2 separate regions of the Columba livia genome follow, and region 1 is linked to region 2. The links are chromatin contacts, called in public Hi-C maps. All regions are on one chromosome and are shown on one strand. The core of a region is the stretch at or near the end of the contact, and the rest is flanking DNA. Distances in the headings are between cores, read along the strand shown. Region 1 holds the start of NCOA1 (nuclear receptor coactivator 1). Region 2 holds the start of LOC102086252 (L-gulonolactone oxidase-like).

Region 1 (6,073 bases), core at 2,072-4,571, 430 kb after region 2:
ATTCAAGCTACTAATGCGAGTCTCCTGCTGCCCACCACCATCCAGCTGCTTTCCCATCACAACTCGGCTCCTCTTTCAGTTCAGGCTGGAAGTTTTGGGAAGCAGAGGCCGCTTTTGCTCTGGTTTAGCATCCCTCTTACCCCACTGGTCCATTCCTGGGCTTCCCGGGTGCCGCAGCAACAGCAATGACATAGAACCACCAATAAAAATTGCTTATTTGTATCTGCCAGCAATTAAAATTCATATGTAGAATGGTGGCCACATGCTACAGGGTATTACACAGCATGTTGGCCGTTCAGAAACACCTGGTTAAAATATTTACCTGTTAGCCCAACCCCTTCCTGCTTCAAATCCTGTCTTTAAAGGCAGAATCTAACTTTTAAAACTATGGTTTTTATCCCTCCTCTTTGATCATAGAGATAAGAACCGCGCTTCAAAGAAACACAGTCAACCAAGCAAAACAAGAATAACTTGTCATATAAATACTTGCCTTATACAAAATATACTGTTTTTCAACCAGCAAACTATTTATGCAGGAGACGGGATATTTTTAGTAGTAGCACTCACACCTTCATTTCTGGCAATCCCTGCAAAGTCTGATGCAAATCACCCCCCCTCCGATTAGCAAGCGACGAGGTGCCGATCTCCAGCATATCTGCTCATTGAAAATGTGCTGATATAATTAAGCGAGCCTAATAATCTTAACAGGCTTTGAAGATTTGTAGCAGCCCACCCGACAACAGCACCAGGAGACCCAAGGGAAGTCAACAGAGGGTCCACGTCCCCAAACGCAGACTTTTACAACACGAGAATGACAGCGATCCCGCTCCAATAAACCTCCAGTGGAAGCGTATGACTAATTGTCTGAATTAGTCATGCAGTTGTGAGCATGTGTCGTAGAACGATCAGAGGGCAAGGCTCGGGGAAAAACACGCACGCTCCAAATCAAAGTCGGCCCGGAGTGAACCCAAAGTCAGGGTCTGACTCCCAAAGAGCCAAAGCCCCCGTTCGCCTATTTATTTTGGGAGGAAACAGGGGGTTTTGCGCTGCCATATTGTTTGGCAACGCGTTTCCAAACAGCAGATACCCATCTTGAGCAAATAAGTCGAGATTTAACATTTCACCGTGCCCGTCGGCTTCGAGCCAGGCGCAGGATTGCCAAAGTTACTACTGTTTATTATCTGCCATCAAGAGCTGTTTGTCCCCTTAAGTGGCAACTTGAACTTTAATCATTTTCACCGAACAGCGCTGCAAAGCTGCGGATACCACAGCACTCGCTCCTCCACACATTTGTGGCTTTGCATCCATCTTTTCCCGGTTCACAATGTTTCTCTGCCGCTTTGCAAAAGGCCTCAGTGTAAAGCTACGGATGCACCACATACTACCTACACTTCCATACGTAACACCTGGTGTTTACTTGTAGAAACTGATGGGCACAGCAGAAAGAGTTCAGAGCACAAACACCTTTGCCGAAATATTCTGCAGGCAGATCACAACCTCCAAACTGCGATGGGACAGCGAGCCCAGAAAGGGAAACGAAGCATCTTTTTTGTTCATATTTACCATCTTGCCACTAGAACCCACCAGGTACATTACTCTTTTTATAGATATATATATATATACGCATGCACATTTTGCACACACACATATGTGCATCCTGCCAGCCCACACAAACCAGGTCTTTCTTTCAGTTTAAACCATCAACACAAAGCATAGAAGCCACGAGACAAAGCGAAGAACATACAAGCGCCACCCACACGAGTCCAAATTTCCAGTTTTAATACACTTTGCTGTGTCACTATTTTTTTTTTTGGGGGGGGGGGGGAGGGCTGCACCGTATTTGGCCAGTGAAAATTTGCTATCTACCGTACACTGCTTAAGCTTCCAGTGGATGCAAGCGGCAGCCCCAGACGGCGCTCCACACCTTTCCGCCTTTGCAAACACGCTCTTTCAGGTGCAAAAAAAGACAAGAAACCAAAGCACAAACAGGAGACCGTCACCCAACGCACACGACCCAGTTCTCAGCCACCGAAAGGTCAAAACGCACCTAGGAAACTGGAGGGCTTGCGAGCGTCTAGCAACCTACACGGGAAAGGAAACAGCCTTCCCGCGACGGGTTTTTCAACCGCTAAATGTCATATTCCAGCAGCTGGAGCCCCCCCGGCGCACAAGCCGGGGCTGCCGCTCGCCTCTGCACGGGCAGGTATTTGGGATTATTTGCGATACGCGGCTGGTCCGTGTCTCTAAGGGAGAAATGAAGGAAATTTAGGGCAAGCGCTCTGCTAGGAATGGGGGGTGGACTCCCCCCCAAGCTCTGAGGAGCCCGATTCCCCACTCACCCCACCTGACAAGCAGCTGTTCCCCACTCCGGTGACCCCAAAACCCCCCACGGCCACGTCCAGCTCCCCCTGACCAAACTTACTCACCTCTGCTGACAACCAGAAGAGCCCCGCCGGGGTCGGGGGGTGGGTTTTGGGGGGACACAGCCACACACCGGGGAGGGGGGACACGCACACACGATGTCACACGCAGACAAAGAGCTGTCACCTAAAACGCCACCAAACCGAGCGTCCTCCCTGCCCGGGGGGGTCATCCCCAGGGGTGGGGGGGTGGGGGGGACGGCGCTTTCACTTTTTTAATCAACTTTGAATTAATAATAATGAGGGGTGAGGGATATATAGGAAAAGGAGGGTTGGGGTTGCAGCGCCCCCGGGGCGCTTCTCCTCAGGGGCCGGCGGGCGGGCGAGGGGAAGGTGGCGGGAGGGAGCGGGAGGGGAGAGGCCGCGTCGCCCCTCAGCGCTCCGCCCGCCGCCATGGCAGCCCGGGGCGGGGGGCCGGGCCGTCCCCCCCCTCCCGCCGTGCCCGCCCCCGCCGTGACAGCTGCGCCTCCCCGCAGGCCGGGGGGCTGCGGCGGGGGCCGGGGGGCGGCGGGCCGGCCCCGCCAGACACACCCCCGCCCTGCGCGGCGGGGCGCCCCGGCCTCCCCCGCTTCTCCTCCTCCGCCCTCCCTCCCTCAACCCGGGCGCCACTCACCTGCCTGGGTGACAGCCGCCTCCCCCCGCCGGGGCTGAGGCCGTGGAGCTCAACGGGCAACGCGACAGCGACTCCCCCGGCCAAGCGGCGGGGGGGTTCGCAGCTGCGCCCGCCGGCGATCGCGATGAGCGGCGGGCGGGCGGGCGCTTTAGCTGGGGGCCCCGGTTCCCGCTGCGGGGCTCCCGGGGTAGCCGGGGCCCCTTGCCTGGGCGGCGCGGCGAGGCTGCGGGGCTTCTCCGGCTCTGCTCGCCGCTCTCCCTCCCGGCGGGACGGGGCGGAGCTGGATACGGAGGAGGAGGACGGGGGGGGGCGGTGTCGGAGGAGGCCGCCGCGGCCCGGCACGGATCACTCCTCCTCCTCGCTCAGCCGCTGCCGGCCGCCATCTTCCCCTGCCCACCCGCGGCCCGGAGGGGCTGGGGAGGCCGCGGATCGTCCGCTGTTGTCCCCATCTCCGCTGTTGGGCCATCTCAGTGGCGGCCGGGACCTGACCGGGGCGGCTGGGGGGGGCTCCGATGGCACCGGAGGTGCCATCGGAGCCCCCCCAGCCGCCCCGGTCAGGCCCCGGCCGCAGGCGCTGCCTCCCCAGCCTGGGACCCCCATGGCGACATCACCCTCATCCCCACAGCCCTCTCGTCACACTGAAGAGAGAAGCTGCTAAATAAACGTACGCTGTGATTAAGTTATAAAAGACATCCCCATCATGATCAGTGCTTTCTAGCGACCTGCAAAACAAGGGGATGCTCTTCAAGTTTTAGATCCTTCTGCGCAACGAGACAGAAGATTGAGTCGTACATTGTTTAGAAGCAGAGTGCTTAGTTTATAATTAACTAATAATTAATAGATGTGAGAAAATGAACTATTATAACGAGCATCATCAATTATTTCTTAGTACATCAACATTTTCAAAAATTGTAATGCATATGTAATAATTACGTGAATATAAGCAACGCAAGAGCATCCAGTCTTTGCAGCGCTTATGGAGGATGGTCCCCAATGTCCTGCAGTTCTGATAAAATAAAGAATCGCAGAATCCCAGAATGTCAGGGGTTGGAAGGGCCCTGGAAAGCTCATCCAGTGCAATCCCCCCATGGAGCAGGAACACCCAGATGAGGTTACACAGGAAGGTGTCCAGGCGGGTTGGAATGTCTGCACAGAAGGAGACTCCACAACCCCCCTGGGCAGCCTGGGCCAGGCTCTGCCACCCTCACCCCCAACGAGTTGCTTCTCATATTTCAATGCAAAAATAAAGAACACCGCTTAACAGTATCATTTGACTCTGCTTTTTAGTTAATTTATCCGCTTCAACACCTCCCTGTTCTAAAGCACCGTCTGGTTGAGCTCAACCAGCCCAACCCGTCCCCCAAACCAAAGATGCCTCCACGCTTGTGGTCTCCTTGTCCCACTCGCCTGGATGGGCTGGTGTCGCTGAGCAGCGGCATTTTGTGCTGGAAGTTACCTGTTGGGGTCTGTTTTCCAATCACCATCCCCTACCAAGGCTTCAAGAAAGACCTAAAGGCTTTTGTCTTTCTTCTTGTTCTCTGACTACACATCAAAAGGGCTGAAAAGTCCCTGGATCAGCTGGGAACACCAACACGAAGTTCAGCGAGCAGTACAGGGTGACAGATCGTCCCACACAGACCCATCATTTGGTGTCACTGACATTTTCGGCTACTTCCAAACAAAGATGCCATCCATAGAACAGTCACAACTGCTGTATCAACTATTTTACCACATCCAGGCCGCATCTGGTTACATTATTTATCATCTCTATGAAACTACAAAATCCCCAAACACTTCATGTGTTATGAAGCAAAACACCCTGATGGCTTGAACAGTTTAAAATAAACCAGAGCTTCAGGTGCCTCGTTTTCCTCCACAGGGGCTCTTTATTCCTCAGGGGCTTGCAAGTGCCTGTGTTACAACAAAACAAATTGGCCTTAAAGAAAGAAAACCCCAGTCAACCACACAACATCACAAATCCACCTGCCATGGTCACCCACATCATGATCATCATCATCATCCAAACTGGATTTTCTGTCACCCTCAGAAACCTGCACCTTCCCTGGGGTCCCAGGTACCCCCAAGGTTCTTGCTTCTCATAAAAAAGCCCATGCCAGGTGTATTTAATAAGTGACTGTGTCTGCAGCACCTGTGAAGGGGATGGGCAAGATAAACCCCAGTTAACCCTTCAGCAAGTAAAGGGACAGGGGATATCAATCACAGGCTTATGAATTGGGGTTTTTTCTTGTTATTTTAGGATCAATGAGATGTTTCCTGGGCCATTTCATCCAAACCTGCTTAACCATAGGTGCGTTTGCATATGAAATACTGTATGTTTTGTCCATCTTCAACTAGACAGCAAGCTTCTTATTTTAGAAGAATTTCAGGCCTGTGCTTGTGAACAAAAGCATCAAAACGAGCGGGGATGTGGTGGAGCAGCGAGACGGAGGAGATGTGGTGGAGCAGCGAGACGGAGGAGATGTGGTGGAGCAGCGAGACGGAGGAGATGTGGTGGAGCAGCGAGACGGAGGAGATGTGGTGGAGCAGTGAGACGGAGGAGATGTGGTGGAGCAGTGAGATGGAGGGGAGTGGCGACCTGAGATCACGCACCCCCAGCCAAACCAAGGTCCAAACCCCCGAGGTAACGAAGGGATGCTCCCAATTCTCCTTTAACTGCATTCTTGGTAGGGACTGAGGTGATGTGAGCAGCTGCTGTATGACCCTTGGTTGCAACACACCAAGGTGGAAGCGCTAATAGATTCCTCCTGGTCCCGCTCACTCTGCAACATCGATGAGGGAAGGAAGCTCTGCAGAAGTCCGGAGCTTTCCTGCATTGCCAGCTCTCCAGTGCCTCTGCAGGCTGTGCCCACTTGGGCTTTATTCAGGCAGAAAATGTTCAGCCTTCCCAACTAATAACAAAACTCGGTGTTAGAATATTTCCCCTCTGCGCATTCCTCGCGGGAAAGTAATACATGAGCTAATCTCCGGCAGTAGGGACATTGTAAGTTTTCAATGATATTAGCGCTGAGAAGTATAAAAC
Region 2 (6,232 bases), core at 2,463-4,962:
CTGGACACACGTTGGGAAGACATCACTTCTTTACATTTGTATCGCTGCTCCAAATGCTTCCAGGGCACAAGGGATGATTTTACGCTGGGAAGATGCCCGTTCCCTAGTCGTGCACCAGCATTTCAGGGTCTGGTTTGGGAGAACTCCAGGCTGTGAGGAGAGGAAAGACCCTCCACCCTTCACCTCTCACCCTAGTTATGGCAGCGCTGGTGTCCATGCACTCGGTGGTCACACAAACAGGGTGCCACCACGTTTCAGGGCTACCGTGGCACCACCCAGGAGCTGGTCTCACCTTGAGGACCCTGTTCATCTTCCCCATCTGGATCATGAAGTCATCGGTGCAGGCGATGTCCGATGGAGAGTGACCACCCCCCACCACCTTCACCCTCTTGTGCCGCTGTCTGGCCATATCCAAGATCTGTGGAGACAACGGGCGGCCCTGAGTGTCCAACCCTCTCCCCCAACGCTGTGTGATAAGGATGAGGTGCTGTGAGACATCCCAAGATAAAATCTTACCCACCACTGACTCCACCTTCACTTGCGTAACCCAACATCTGGGGTTAAACCACCCTGGAGCCCAGACACCTAAGACAGCCCTTGAGATCATCCTTGGGGGTTAGACTAGGTGACCTTTAAAGGTTCCTTCCAACGCAAGTCATTCTACGACCCCAAAAGAGATGATGCCCACTTGAGACAGCCCAGGGTGACAGAAGCACCTCTGGGGTGACAAAAGTGACACGGGCTCCCACCCCTCAGTGTGGCAGCCAGGGTGGGCAGAAGACCCCAGAAGGACACCAGACGCTGATGCCCAAGGAACAGGGTCCAACTGGGGCCAGGCGCACTCGTTTTCTGCCTCTTTCAGGTGTTTGGCTCATCTGCTGGCGCACACCTGCAGTTTGGTAGGACGGGCCATCTCCTGGGGCTGCGGGAAGGACTCGTGCTGTCACCATCTGTGACCTCTCTGACTGAACATGGTGGAGCACCACAGCCCTTCTGGGCCTTTCCTCCTCTTCATTTCTCACGAGTTGCCTCCTGGAAGGACCCCCCTTACCTCCCGGATCTCCTCCACCGAGGTGGGCTGAAAGTACAGCTCTGGAGAAGAGCCATAGGTCTTGGCCCAGTTCTGGAACTTGACTCCTCCTTGGCCGTGAACCTGGACCAAAACCAAGAGCTGAAGCAGAAGAAAGCAAGCGCCACCCCTGCTTTTCCACACCATTCTGTGGCTGCGAAGAACACTGCACCAGAGCCACATTTCCAACAAGATTAATTATTTATGTGCACAGAGGATTGTCTCAAGCCCTCGAGTCCCCAAAGCGGAGGTGTCTCCATGTGAGCAAGTCACTCTGGGCTCCCTTGGCAGTCACTGGGGCGAAGTGGGAGGATGCCCTGGTGTGCTGGAGACATCTCCCTTGAGCACAGCCCATCCCATCCTCCCACAGTGTGATGTGTGCTGGGGTCCCCTCACTTTGCACCGTCACATCTGGAATATCATGTCCAGTTGTGGCCCCTCAGTTCCAGCAGGACAGGGAACTGCTGGAGAGAGTCCAGCGCAGCCACCAAGATGCTGAAGGGAGTGAAGCATCTCCCGTGGGAGGAAAGGCTGAGGGAGCTGGGGCTCTGGAGCTGGACAAGAGGAGACTGAGGGGGGACTCATTCCTGGGGATCAAGATGGGAAGGGGGAGTGTCAGGAGGATGAAGCCAGGCTCTTCTGGTGACAACCAGTGACAGGACAAGGGGCAATGGGTGCAAACTGGAACACAGGAGGTTCCACTGCAAGAGGAGAAGCAACTTGTTGGGGGTGAGGGTGGCAGAGGCTGGCCCAGGCTGCCCAGGGGGTTGTGGAGTCTCCTTCTGTGCAGACATTCCAACCCGCCTGGACACCTTCCTGTGTAACCTCATCTGGGTGTTCCTGCTCCATGGGGGGATTGCACTGCATGAGCTTTCCAGGGCCTTTCTAACCCCTGACATCCTGTCATTCTGTGATTCTGTCTCTTCTGCTCTGGTCTCCTCTCAGCACTCAAATGTACCTTGTGGCTTCATGTCCCAGTGTCCCCATATGGCCCCATCATGAGGGGCTGACTGGGACCGGGTTGGGACCTCCGTCCAACCTCAGCCATCCACCCTGAGACACTGTCCCCAAAACACCCAGCCCCATCACATCTCCCGGCAGGGCTTAACCCAAGGCAGGGCTTAACCCAAGGCAGGGCTTCACCCAAGGCAGGGCTTCACCCAAGGCAGGGTGGTTTGGATGGGTCCTAGTGGGGGGGGACACTTTGTCCCTGGTCATGGGAGGACCTGATCTGGTGAAACGGAGAAATAAACTTAACAGCAAAGTCAATTATGCTGTTAAGCAGCATTCCTTATTTATCAGCACTGGGAATACTAGGGACCATCCTCCATAAGTGCTCCAAAGACTGGATGCTCTTGCGTTGCTTATATTCACATAATTATTACATAAGTATTACAATTTTTGAAAATTTTGACATACATCTATACTAAGAAATAGTTTATGACGTTATAATTGTTTAGTTTTTTCCTTGCAATGCTTGTATTAATTATTAGTTAAATATAAACTAAGCACTCTGCTTCTAAACATGTCTCACTCAATCTTCTGTCTCCTCTTGTCACGCAGAAGGATCTGAAACTTGAAGAGCATCCCCTCGTTTTGCAGGTGGTCAGAAAGTGTTTATGATGTCAGCTGGTTAATGATGGGTACGTCTTTGATAACTGAACCACAGTTCACATTAATTTAGCAGCTTCTCTTCAGTGGGTTTGGGCAACAAGCCCCAGAGAAGACGGTGAGTCCCCTTGCCCCAGGTGGGGCTGGTCCAATGTTCTACCCCACCAACGTGTCCCACCTTGGCTGTAGGGGATGATTTGTTCCCTTGTCACCTCCCGCAGTCTCTTCTCCATCGCCAAACCCTCCACCTTCCCACCCTCAAAATTCTTCTCCCCATTTCTGACGGCTTCAATTCCCACCCAAGAAGTAGACGCCCCCAACTTCTCCAGGGGTGTCTGCAGCATCGTCCCAACACGCCACCCCCTCCCACCACCTCCAGGCAGGGCAGGGACAGTGGGTGGCCCTTGGTGACTCTGCCTATGAGCAGGGCCATCAAGAAGCTATGGGAGATGTAGCCCAGATAGCAGCAGGGAGCCCTGGAGACAGGGGAGACATGAGGCTGGGGCTGCTTTGCAGCTTCCCCCCCCATAGGATAAACCCAGGGCTGGGCTGGGAGCCAGGGAAAATGGAAAAAAAAACCACCAGAAACTGAAAACCCATGTGTTAGAAAACACTCATTTATCCAGGGAATCTGTTGTTTTCCCATCCCTCTCTCTTTTCTGAACCCCCTTTCCTATTTCTCATCATATTTCTCACTGGGGTTGGACTGGACAAGCTTCGAAGGTCCTTTCCAACCAAAACTATCCTGTGATTCTATGATCACGGCCGCACCGTTATTGAATCCGTATGGAAGGTGATTATAAAGCCCTGTCATCCCCACCAGCCCCAAGCACTCCACGTTGCCTGGACCACCATTCCCACCCCAAAAAAATGAGCATTTCCCCTCTTTTGGCTTTTCCTTACCATTGTGCGGGCTCTCTGTGGGATGAGCGGGACTCCAGCTGCTCCTGCACCAGGTCCTGGCCACACCAAGGCTGGTGGAGCTGGTTCCTGCCCTGAGGGTCAACAAGGAGCTTGTGGAAGGATAATGAATAACAGCCCGGCCCTTGGGCTCTGCCTGGTCTGGGGGGAGGAGATGGGCTGAGCCCAGGGATGCGGACATGATTTGAACCCGGGGTCCTGCATCCTCTAGGGATGGTGGTGTTGGGAAGAAGATGCTTTAGGGGGTTTTGGGGAGAAGACGCTTCTCTTTTGGGGGGTCCTCACGCTGGGGAGGGTCCCCTGAAGCTGCAGCCTTCGCAGCGGGAAAAGGGGGGAATAGGGAAAACGTGCTGGTGGGTTTGGGGGTATCCAGCAGCTGGTGAGGCGACGGTCTTGCTGCATCGCATTGCCATGAGCAAGAAGAGAATCACAGAATCAATTTGGTTGGAAAAGACCCTCGAGATCATCAAGTCCAATCATAACCCACCCCAGTACTGCACCATGTCCCTAAGAACCTCATCTATGTGTCTTTTAAACCTTCCCAGGGCTGGTGACTCCAGCACTGCCCTGGGCAGCCTGTTCCAATGCCCCACAGCCCTTTGGGGAAGAAATTGTCCCCAAGATCCAACCCCAACGTCACTCCCTGTTTTGCAAGGCGGAGGGTGTTGTTTGCACCCCAAATTTGCTCAGCTGCCCCGCGGGGAGCAGAGGGGATCAGGATCCACATAGGTTACGCGTCTCATCCGCAGAACGGCGAGCAGCAGCGATTGCAGCTCTGCCACCGCGGCTGCGCTTTGGTGATAAGCAAAACCTCCCCGGTCCCTCATTAAGGAGGGCATGATAAGGGTTTTTCTGCGCTGGCTAACTGGGACAAGGTGACCCCTCGGGAGCAGGGCAGGGAACCGCCGCTGCCTTCATGTGGTGGTCAGAGCCTCATTTTTTCCAGCACAACCCCCCAAAATTGCTGTTTAATTACAGAGCAGGAGCTGCGCAGCCTGCGAAGGACCTCGCAGCAGCTTTTTCCCTGGGTCTTCACATCCACCTTGACCTCCCGACCATCCCCAAACCCTGCAGAGATTCGGTGATTCTTTTCTTTCTTTTTCCTGCCTGCAACTCAGCAAATTAATGAATAATCCTCCGACACGCCTTGGAGCACAGAGAGACCCCAGACTGGGGTCAGATACCTCCACGCTGGGTCCAAGTGCTGTGCAAAGGTCATCAAAACCTGCCCAAAAATACCCTTCGCGGGTTATTCATTAACAGCGAGGGGGATGCAGGAGGGATGCAGCTCTGCCCCATCACCACCATCTCCCCCAACCCTTGTTTTGATCCAGGAGGGATTTCCCAGCTTGGCTAATGACTGCAGAACAGCAGGGGATAATTAAATTAAATTAAAAAGTGGTGTTTTGCCAGGTGTCAAAGCTATTTGTGAATTGGTTTCTGAATGTTTGGGTGGGATGGGAAATGCCCTGGCATGCTGCAGAGTCTCTCCTGGCCGCTGGAAAATCCAGAGCAGGGAAGGATTCAACCCCACAAAGTCACCCTGGGGACTGGGAGACCGGGTGTCAACTGGTGTAAATCACAGGAGCGCAATGGCAGGGGGTGCTGGGGTGGGACAGGGTCCCTGCCGGGGTGACAAAGGGTTATTGGGGGCCTGGCCTGGCCAGGGGTCTCCAAAGCAGTTGAAAAGGGGCTGGGGGCTGGGACAGCTGCTGGTGCTGAGTCCTGCGCCAGTGTCCTGTGCCAGCATCCTGCCTTTGCAGCTGCTTCTTCGCTGGCACATCTGGAACACAAATGGCAAACGCATTCCCAGATTGCAATGCGCTGCTAAATTGCAGTGAGTTCCCAAATTGCAGTGCATTCCCAATTTGTGGTGCATTCCCACATTACAATGCATTACCAATTGTGATACGTTCCCAAATTGCAATGAGTTCCCAAATCGCAGTGCATACCCAATTTGTGGTCCATTCCCACACTGACATGCATTACCAATTGTGATACATTCCCAACTTGCAGCGATTTCCAAAATTGCGATGCACTCCCAAATTGCAGTGATTTCCCAAATTGCAATGCATTTCCAAATTGCAATGCACTCCCAAATTGCAGTGCACTCCCAAATTGCAATGCATTAGCAATGCAAATGAATTCCCAAATTGCAGTGCACTCCCAAATTGCAATGTGTTACTAACTGCAATGCACTCCCAAATTGCAATGAGCTCCAAAATTGCAGTGCATTCCCAATTTGCAGTGTATTTCCACGTTGCAATGAGCTACTAATTGCAATGCCCTCCCAACTTGCAGTGATTTCCCAAATTGCAAGGCATTCCCAAATTGCAACACACTCCCAAGTTGCAGTGTATTATCACATTGCAATGCATTAGCAATGCAAATGCATCCCCAAATTGCAATGTGTTACTAATTGCAATGCACTCCCAAATTACAAGAGCTCCAAAATTGCAGTTTATTCCCAATTTGCAGTGTATTTCCACGTTGCAATGAGTTACCCATTGCAGTGCACTCCCAACTTGCAGTGATTTCCCAACTTGCAGTGATTTCCCAAATTGCAGTGCACTCCTAAATTGCCATGCACTACCAAATTGCAATGCATTAGCAATGCAAATGATCCCCAAA

What was found. Hi-C and Micro-C count contacts between places; a contact is called where the count stands out from the background.
Region 1: a contact with region 2 is called in a Hi-C map of crop, with 12 times the contacts expected there. The contact joins the promoter of NCOA1 here to the promoter of LOC102086252 in region 2. A contact is called at or near these places in 2 of 2 Hi-C or Micro-C datasets (crop and liver).

The regions. Positions count from the first base shown.
Region 1 is chr3:1,897,245-1,903,317 of bColLiv1.pat.W.v2, forward strand. NCOA1 (nuclear receptor coactivator 1) reads right to left here and starts at 3,322. Exons shown (of 23, transcript XM_065055540.1): 1 at 3,034-3,322.
Region 2 is chr3:1,464,868-1,471,099 of bColLiv1.pat.W.v2, forward strand. LOC102086252 (L-gulonolactone oxidase-like) reads right to left here and starts at 3,713. Exons shown (of 12, transcript XM_021279865.2): 1 at 3,584-3,713; 2 at 1,052-1,153; 3 at 293-418. The coding sequence starts at 3,586.